Linked DNA regions of Rattus norvegicus: region 2 is linked to region 1. Evidence: chromatin contacts called from public Hi-C data. All regions are on one chromosome and are shown on one strand. Each heading gives the region's core, a stretch centred on a gene start, on an enhancer-like site or on the middle of the called end of the contact. The rest is flanking DNA. Distances are from core to core; before and after follow the strand shown.

Region 1 (4,007 bases), core at 1,443-3,942:
TCCATTAGGTAAAACAGCCTCGGGTCTTTCTTCCCACCCCTTTCCAAAATTTTGAAACAAAGAAATTCCAGGAAACACCAACCTAAGGCGTCGTCCACCCAGACTTTCAGGGAACACTAGCAATAAACTGTTACATTATTAAAGCAGAGAGCCCCTCCCTGTTTCACTCTCTCTTTTAGTAAGTAGACTGTGCATACACACGTGTGTGTGTGTGTGTGTGTGTGTGTGTGTGTGTGTGTGTGTACACGTGAGCACACAAGTATTTCCAGGCAGTAACCCTAAGCAAGCCTCTTATTCCAATGTTGATGGGAAAGAACACCCGATTCCAAGAGCTTCAAGCCATTTTGGTCTCAACCAAGACATCATTAGGGCCAATTACCAGTCTGTTCTCTCCTTCACCCTGTGGGTTCCAGGGACGGAACTCAGGTTGTCGGGCTCGGCTGCGTCTGGCTGTCACTAGAGTTGATTCAATGAAGAGGCAAAATTAAGAATGAAGTCTTTTGTTGTTTTTCAAAGTCGAGAAAGCAGAGGAAAGACAAGACCAGAATGTGCCTAGTCTTCGTCATCTGGAGTGGTTCTCTCACTTCCATGGGATGTTCCCTAAAGCAATTCGAGGAGGAGACAAGAGGAACTCACAGAGCTGGGTCAGCCTCTTCCTAGACACCTGAAGACAACTAACATCCTGATAGATTCCACGAACCCCTCTTGATCACAAAGGGGAAGCCATAGGATTTGGTTCCAAAGAAAGACCACAAACACTGGCTCCTGGCAGGTTTTCTTGGCATCTCCTGGCTTGGGGCAGCAAGGCAGCTAGGGAGAAGTGTGAATGACTCAGTGAGACCAAGGCTTTCAATTCCAGACTGGGAGACAGTGAGTCAAAGCCGGCATGAGGACCCCACCACCGAAACCTACTTCTCCTGCTCAGGTGGGGCCGGCCATGGGTTATTTTTAACCCCTTATGCTCTACTGTACATACCAGGGTTTTGGGGTGGGGGTGCAAACTGTGGCAGCTGCCTGCGGAAACCAGCCTATGAGTCACCTAGCGAATGCCCAGTTCTGTGGCAGTTGCCCCTGGGCTCCGCTAGAGGAACGTTGTCTGGGTTCGGGGGAGGCCGTGTGCCTTTTTGCCTGAAGTGCTTTAGGGTAAAATGAAGAAACTAAACAGAAAGGCAAAAGGTGCCCCCTCCTCCCAAAAAAGTGGGTTAGGGGGAGGGTGCAGATTGGAGGCAGATGGCAGGGAATGAGGTTTCAATTCTCCACCCAGCCCAACAGCCACCTGGGTGGGCCACAGAAGGAAGTAGATGCTCCCTGAGCTCAACTTCTGGAGGTGCAGGACGCTGGCCACAGCCTGAGCTTCAAGCTGGGCACTCACCACCCTGGGTCTACCACCTCCAAGGAGGTCGCAACACAAACAGTTCCAAAACTTTGACTCATTTGTAACCACCGTCCCAGGCAGAGTGAGCCAAGCAGTCCAGACAGAGGCTATTTATAGGAGTCCGGGACAGACATTCACAATGACACACACTGGGGATCCGCGGTGGGCTAGTCGCGCCAGCGCTGAGCCCGGGATTCAGACACCTGAACACAAACGGTCCTTAAATCTGGCTGGATTCAGTTCACAGCCTCAACCCCCGCCACGCGCACACACTACATCAGACACACTGCGATGCAGGGACACTCGGACACACACTCGGCCGGCACAGACCGCGACTCTGAACCAGACACCTAGAGACGCGCCGAGACTCAGACAGACGGACCAGCGCACTCTGTATACGCACGGAAACCTGGGACGCATCGCCATGGCCACTCCAGACACACGCCAGGAGCCCCAGACACCTCCGGGGCCAGACAGTGTCTCCTCCGCCCGCTCCCCCGCCCAAAGTTGATAAAGAGCCTAATTGCTCCATCGCCCCGGTCCCTAGGGAAAACGGAATGGAAACTTCCCCGACCCGGCCCGCCTGGCCCTCCCGAGAGGCGCGATGTCTCCGCCGAGCCCCGGGTCCGAGTCGGTCCGGGCGGGGCGCGCGCGGCGGGGACCGTGCCAGGCTCGCAGCGCCGCGGGACAAAGCCGGGCCGGCCGCCAGCTGCCGCGAGCCTCCGGGAGGGCGCGCCCGGGGCGCGGCGAGCGCAGCCGGGGAGCCTGGGCGAGGCAGGCGCGCGGCCCCCGAGTCCCCACGCGATCACCATGTCCCGGGCCGGGTATCCCACGGGGCTGTCCCGAGGGGAACAGGGCTCACTCACTGATCTCCATGCTGGGGAACAAAGAGCGCTGGCAGTTGCACGCGCAGGAGACATTGGGCTGCCCGGCGGCGGCTGCGGCGGCGGTGCCGTTGACCCCCATCAAGCGGTCACGGGCGGCGCGGGGCGCGAGGCGCGGGGCGCGGGGGCGGCTCCGGCCGGCGCGCGGGGCTCGGGCCCCGCATACAGCGAGCAGCGCGGCGCGGGCTCGGGGCGCCGCCGAGGTCCCCGGGGCGAGCTGGGTCCCCCGGCCGCCGAGCGGGAGCCCCGGGGCGGCGGGCCGTGGCCGCGGGCGGCGTGCGGGGCACGGGCGGGCGGCCGGGGCGCGGGGCCGCCGGGCTCAGCCTGCGCGCCGGCCGATCCGCAGCTGAGCGCCGCCGCCTGCTCCTCATTCAAGTCCAAGGAGATCGGGTTGCGCCGCGCGCCCGCGGTCGGAGGCAGGCAGACGGTCTGACGTCAGCGCTAGACGGGGCTGCCGGTTCCCACCGCGCGGGGGCCGCGGAGGGGGCGCGCGCTGCGCCAATCCCCGCCGACGGCCCCCGCACCCTCCTCGGCCCGGGGGGCGGGCCCGTCGCGCGCGGGGCGGGCTCTTAAAGGGCCCGAGCCTCGCGTCCGCGTAGAACGGTCTCCGGGGCTGCGTAAACTCGGCGCCCTCGGGAGTCCGCAGACCAAGTCCGAGGGGCCCCGGTGCCTGAGGCGGCCACAACCCAGGACAATAATCAAGCCGAAAAGTTAAAAGTGTTCTCTCCAACTCCCGCCCCTGGGGCCCTCCGCCTAGGCTTTTGGGGGCTCCCGAAGACTGTGAGGCTTTGGGGTCGCCTTGGAAGAGTTCCATGCATGGAAATCAGAGCATGGAGAGCCGGGAGTAAAGACCCACCCATGGCCGTATTTCTCAGAAGACTGAGAAATAGTCTGAGACAGACAGACAGACAGACAGACAGACAGACAGACAGACACACACACACACACACACACACACACACACACACCCTGCTCCCCCGCTCCCCCGTGCGTCTCTTTAACAGTAGTCAAGCCCCGAGAAGCGCCCCCTGGTCCTTGCCTTGTAAATTAGTACCCAGGACTGGGAGTGTGTGTGTGTGTGTGTGTGTGTGTGTGTGTGTGTGTGTGTGTTGCCACTATTATGGGACATCCAAGCAGTTACCCTCACCCCCTAACTGCCGCCCCAAAGGCCACCGACTGGGCTGTGTGGCTCAGAGTGTAAAAGGGGGTCATGGGAGTGTGCTTTTTGTTCATTAAGTTTTAATTAATTACTGGAGAGCTATGGGAACCCGTGCTCTGGCTTCAAAGATATTAAACTGTTACATAAGAGGCCTCACATCCCTAATCCCAGCCTCAAATGTCAAGTGTGTCTCTTTGACCCATTCGTAAACTTCTAGTCCTGTGGTGTGCCTACTGTGTGCTAGAAACACACCAGATAGTAATGTCTTTCATAGCAAGTTGGGGAGACAAAATATTATTTGGCTTCATTTCACAGTCAGGGAAAGCGTTCCCTAAGCGCAGGCTGAGGGCTCAGGAAGGTAGAACCTAAGTTCTACCCAGCCTCGGGGAGTACCTATCCCTGCCCACACATGATCCTGCTTTAAGTCTCTTCAGGCCTATCCCTTGTCTTTAGAGAGGGGGGAAGCTTTTACGAGTTATTGTTACTTTGTTTTTAATAGACTGGAAGGAGAAAGTGAAGCTGAGAGAATAGTTTGCAGAGGAGTCCAGGAAGTAGGTCCCTCTGCCCAACCTTCCAGGACTTCCCTGGA
Region 2 (3,698 bases), core at 1,060-3,559, 280 kb after region 1:
AGGGAGATCTTAGAACCATGCTCACACGCTCAACCCTTTGACCTGGACAATGTGCCAACCCCTGGCCTCTGCTGTGATGGGACCTGGGGCCTGAGCCTAGGCAGGGTCATTTCCAACTGGGTAGGAAGGAGGAGGACTAGATCTTCAATCTGCCAGGAAAGGAAAGGTCCCAGGCACAGCTCAAAGACCCCCAACGTGTCTCCCTTCGCTATGAGAGACAAGGCCCTATCCTTGAGTTCAAGCATCGTCCTTCAGCCGATTGAAGGATCCTCAGTCCACAGCTGAGAACCCAGGCCATCCCAGACCCATGAGGGACACCTGTGTAAGTGAGGCTGGAGGCCAGGCCTGTGTCCACTCATCCAATCATCCCTCAAGTTACTCCCCCCCCCCCCATGAAGACAATACTCCAGCAGTCATGGACCCCAAGAGGGAGGGCCTCAAGCTGCACCACTCCCTAAGGCAGAAGCTGCAAGAGGAGCCCCTCAGGACCCCTGCTGAGGTCACTGTAGAGCTGAGAGTGTATCAGGGGATGGAGGCCATCATGAGCAGAGGGAACTGGGCAGATTGGAGGGTAGAGGATCCCTCAGGAACAGAAGAGCTAGAGTAGTGTGGTCACCAAGGTGCTCACGGTTTCCCATGGGTCTCCACAGCAGGCCAGCACTTCAAGGACTGGGTCAGACACACCTACCCATGTGGAACAGGGCCAGGAGCCAACCACACTAACTATAGGAAGAGGTGGTGGCTTGGCTCCTTGCGCTTCAGTTTCCCCATCAGAGATGGCAGAGAAAGGAGACACAAATCTAGGAGCTGGGTCTCATCTCATCCCTCGAAGGTCACTGTGCCCTCTAACCTCGAAGGTCCTGGCTTGTCAGTAGTGACTGTCCCCAGAGAGAAGCTGGTGAGGGTAACAAGGAACCCTAAGGGACATCATCCCAAAGGGTGTCAAGAGTTGGCTCTGGACAAATTCTGAGTCTTTTGTGCTCTTGACCTTGGACTGTTTATCTCTGGGTCTCGATTTTCCTATCTGAGGAAATGCAAAAGCAGTAAGGCTTCCCTTTAGGAAGGTCAGCAGGACTCCTATCTTGTGGTCGGTCACTGCAACAGAAGCTTTGGGGCCGCTATGTCGCTTCTGTGGGGACAGGGGCAGATCCCAGATGCCAAGCTCAGTCAACCACAGGTCGTCCCAGAACCTTCCTGCAGCCTCCTGCTAAGAACTCATCGATTATGTCTAAATGGGTCCCCCCTCCCGAATATCTTACCTTTTCATGATTTTCCCTTCAAACTCTCAAAGGATGTGCTCTCTTGCCTTCTGCAGAAAATGAGAAAAATGTGAACGGCACAAAACGAAGAATAAAAACCAAGTCCTTCCCCAGAGTTGGGATACCCAAGAGGGAGCCGCTCTTTCAGGGCAACATACCCTGGCTCCCCAAACACCCTGTTGTCCATGCCATACGGGTCTATCTTAAGGGATCACCTGAGAGGAATTCATTCTTGAACCTCACTCGTTCCTCTGCTCCCCTATCAGTCACCCTGGGCTCCCAGCCTAGCAGCCCTGTGTCCCCACTGGCTTGCAGTTAGACAGGACCCTGGAAAGGTGAACACCACCAAACCTTTCCACAGTGCCTGGCCCACAGTCAGCACCCCACAAACACTGTGACAGCTGGGTGCCCTGACTGCATGTCCTGTGGGAGGCAAACATGTCACTCAGTGGGGAAGTGTGTTATTGAGAAAGACCCAGGAGTCTGAGGCTAGCCAAGCCCACAGCACTGTGCTCCATCATGACCCCAGAAGGGACAGGGGCACCCCGGGGTGATGTCACCTGCCCTCTGCTTGCTATGTGGCGGAAGCGCTGTGTTGAGGGCTTGCCCGGAATTTGGTACGCATGCCCCAGACCTTCCAGGGCTCCTCATCGCCACTGACACAAGACAAGGTGGAGCAGAGAGGCGTGGCAGAATAGCACATCTCAGGGTGTGGCCGAGACCAGCCCACCCCAACCTGTATTCACAAAGACTGGTCCGTCCAGACAGAGTGGCTGTGGTGAGCCCCGTGTGGCATTAACATTCAATCTAGCACAGTGTTCGTTCTGTTCGTTTTCAATTCAAATGCAACACAACCGCACAGTTTACTAGGATGAGAGAACTTGGAGCCCCCATCCCCCAACCCCCATTCCCCACCCCCCCAACCCCCGTTCCCCACCCCAACCTCCAACCCTCGCCCCCGGAGCAGGGGTTTCCAGCAGTCTTCTGCCTCCCTCTCTTGTCTGGGCACCTTCTTAGGAACGGAATGCCCCTGGCCCAGGCTGGACTTGAGGTGCCATGCTGCCCCCTACTGGACACTTGTGACACTGCATGAGCCAGAGTCCCGCTGAGGAGAGCCCTCCTCCAACCCCCTTCTGGCTGCGTGCGCAGCAGGTGCTGAGCACTCGCTCACAGGAGGGCACTGCCCCTGGAATGCTGGGTAACTGGTCACCTGGTCTGCCATCTACCACCAAGCATGGGATAAAAACGGGTAGAAAATTAAGGCAGATGCACGAAAAATCAGTACTGTACAAATAACTTTTTAAAACACCTAGAGTCAATACAAACATCTCCATGTTGTATAAAACATTGAAGTTTTCAGTAAATAAGGGATCCTCTCACTGATTTTTTTTCCCGTTGCCTCCAGCTCCGATACTGCTGAGCATAACACTGTAATTCATCTGTCTTTATTTAAAGCCCCGATATTTTGTTTGCATAGATTTTTTTGGCATTCATTTTGATTTTTAAAAATTGCATTAAAATGTCATTTATCTTGATTACAGGTGTGGCTTGGGTTGATAGGTATTTGGTTTTGTTTTTTTTTTTTTTTCAGTTCAGCATGTCCTTATATTTTTGAGTCCAAGGCATGATGTCTCCTCCTTTATACTAACCTTGGCTCTTCCTTGGTCCATCTCTCCCCTCCCCACTCCTCCTCTCCTGTGGACTCTCATAGGCTCAGGATCTGAACCCCTCGTGCTCCTGACCAGGAGACGGATCCCTCTCCTCCCCACAGAGGACTCTAGAAAATGGAACAGACAGGGAATGGGGCCGTTGCTAGAATTCTTTTCCAGGAGATCACGTAAGCAACCCCTCCTTCCTGAGGCCCCAGGGATCAGTGGAGACACCATTCCACTAAAATTCACTCTGGGTGAGTTTATTGGACTTTCTCAGAGCATAGAATGAAGAGTAACCTACAAAGGTGTGAGTGATTCTCCCCCCACACACCCCAGAAAAGGCTGCACTGGGAAATCTTAACCCAGCAGGGACAACAGCTGTACCATAGCTCCTATTCTACTTGGCCTGTATGCTCTGTGCCCTCCCCAAGGCCTCGTGTAGTTAGGACACAGTCGGATACAGTGTGTGGTGTGGAGCAAGTGGCTGGAGACTCTCTGGTGGGCTTACAACCCTCCTCGTCCCTTTGTAGGAGGATGGCGTAGACAGGCATCTGACAAGCCCAGCTGAGATGACCTTTGGCAAGCAAACTCCCCAAGACGGCAGTTGTTTGGATCAGAGGAGTCATAGGCAACAGGAGGTGTCCCCTGGAGCCTCTAGAAAAGGACAGAGGATTGCCAAGGCCCAATTCTGGTGGGGCTTCCAGGCGGCCTCCTCTAGAGCTATGAGGCCACGGATCCTATCAAGTCTCTGAGCCGATGACATAGTTACAGCAGCAGAGAGACCCAA

Evidence for each region. Hi-C and Micro-C count contacts between places; a contact is called where the count stands out from the background.
Region 2: a Hi-C map of Schwann cells shows a contact between it and region 1, with 13 times the contacts expected there. The contact joins the enhancer-like site here to the promoter of Pmepa1 in region 1. A contact is called at or near these places in 2 of 12 Hi-C or Micro-C datasets (Schwann cells and mammary epithelial cells).

Annotation. Positions count from the first base shown.
Region 1 is chr3:182,475,957-182,479,963 of GRCr8, forward strand. It overlaps Pmepa1 (prostate transmembrane protein, androgen induced 1), which reads right to left and starts at 2,693. Exons shown (of 4, transcript NM_001413584.1): 1 at 2,242-2,693. The coding sequence starts at 2,341.
Region 2 is chr3:182,759,787-182,763,484 of GRCr8, forward strand. No RefSeq gene overlaps it. Among named protein-coding and RNA genes, the nearest start is that of Cimip1, 28 kb to the left of the region's middle. Within about 2 kb of position 2,310, at least 4 of the 93 cell types and tissues checked have an H3K27ac peak or open chromatin away from gene starts, as enhancers often do. A contact at or near this core is called in Schwann cells, where this site is marked.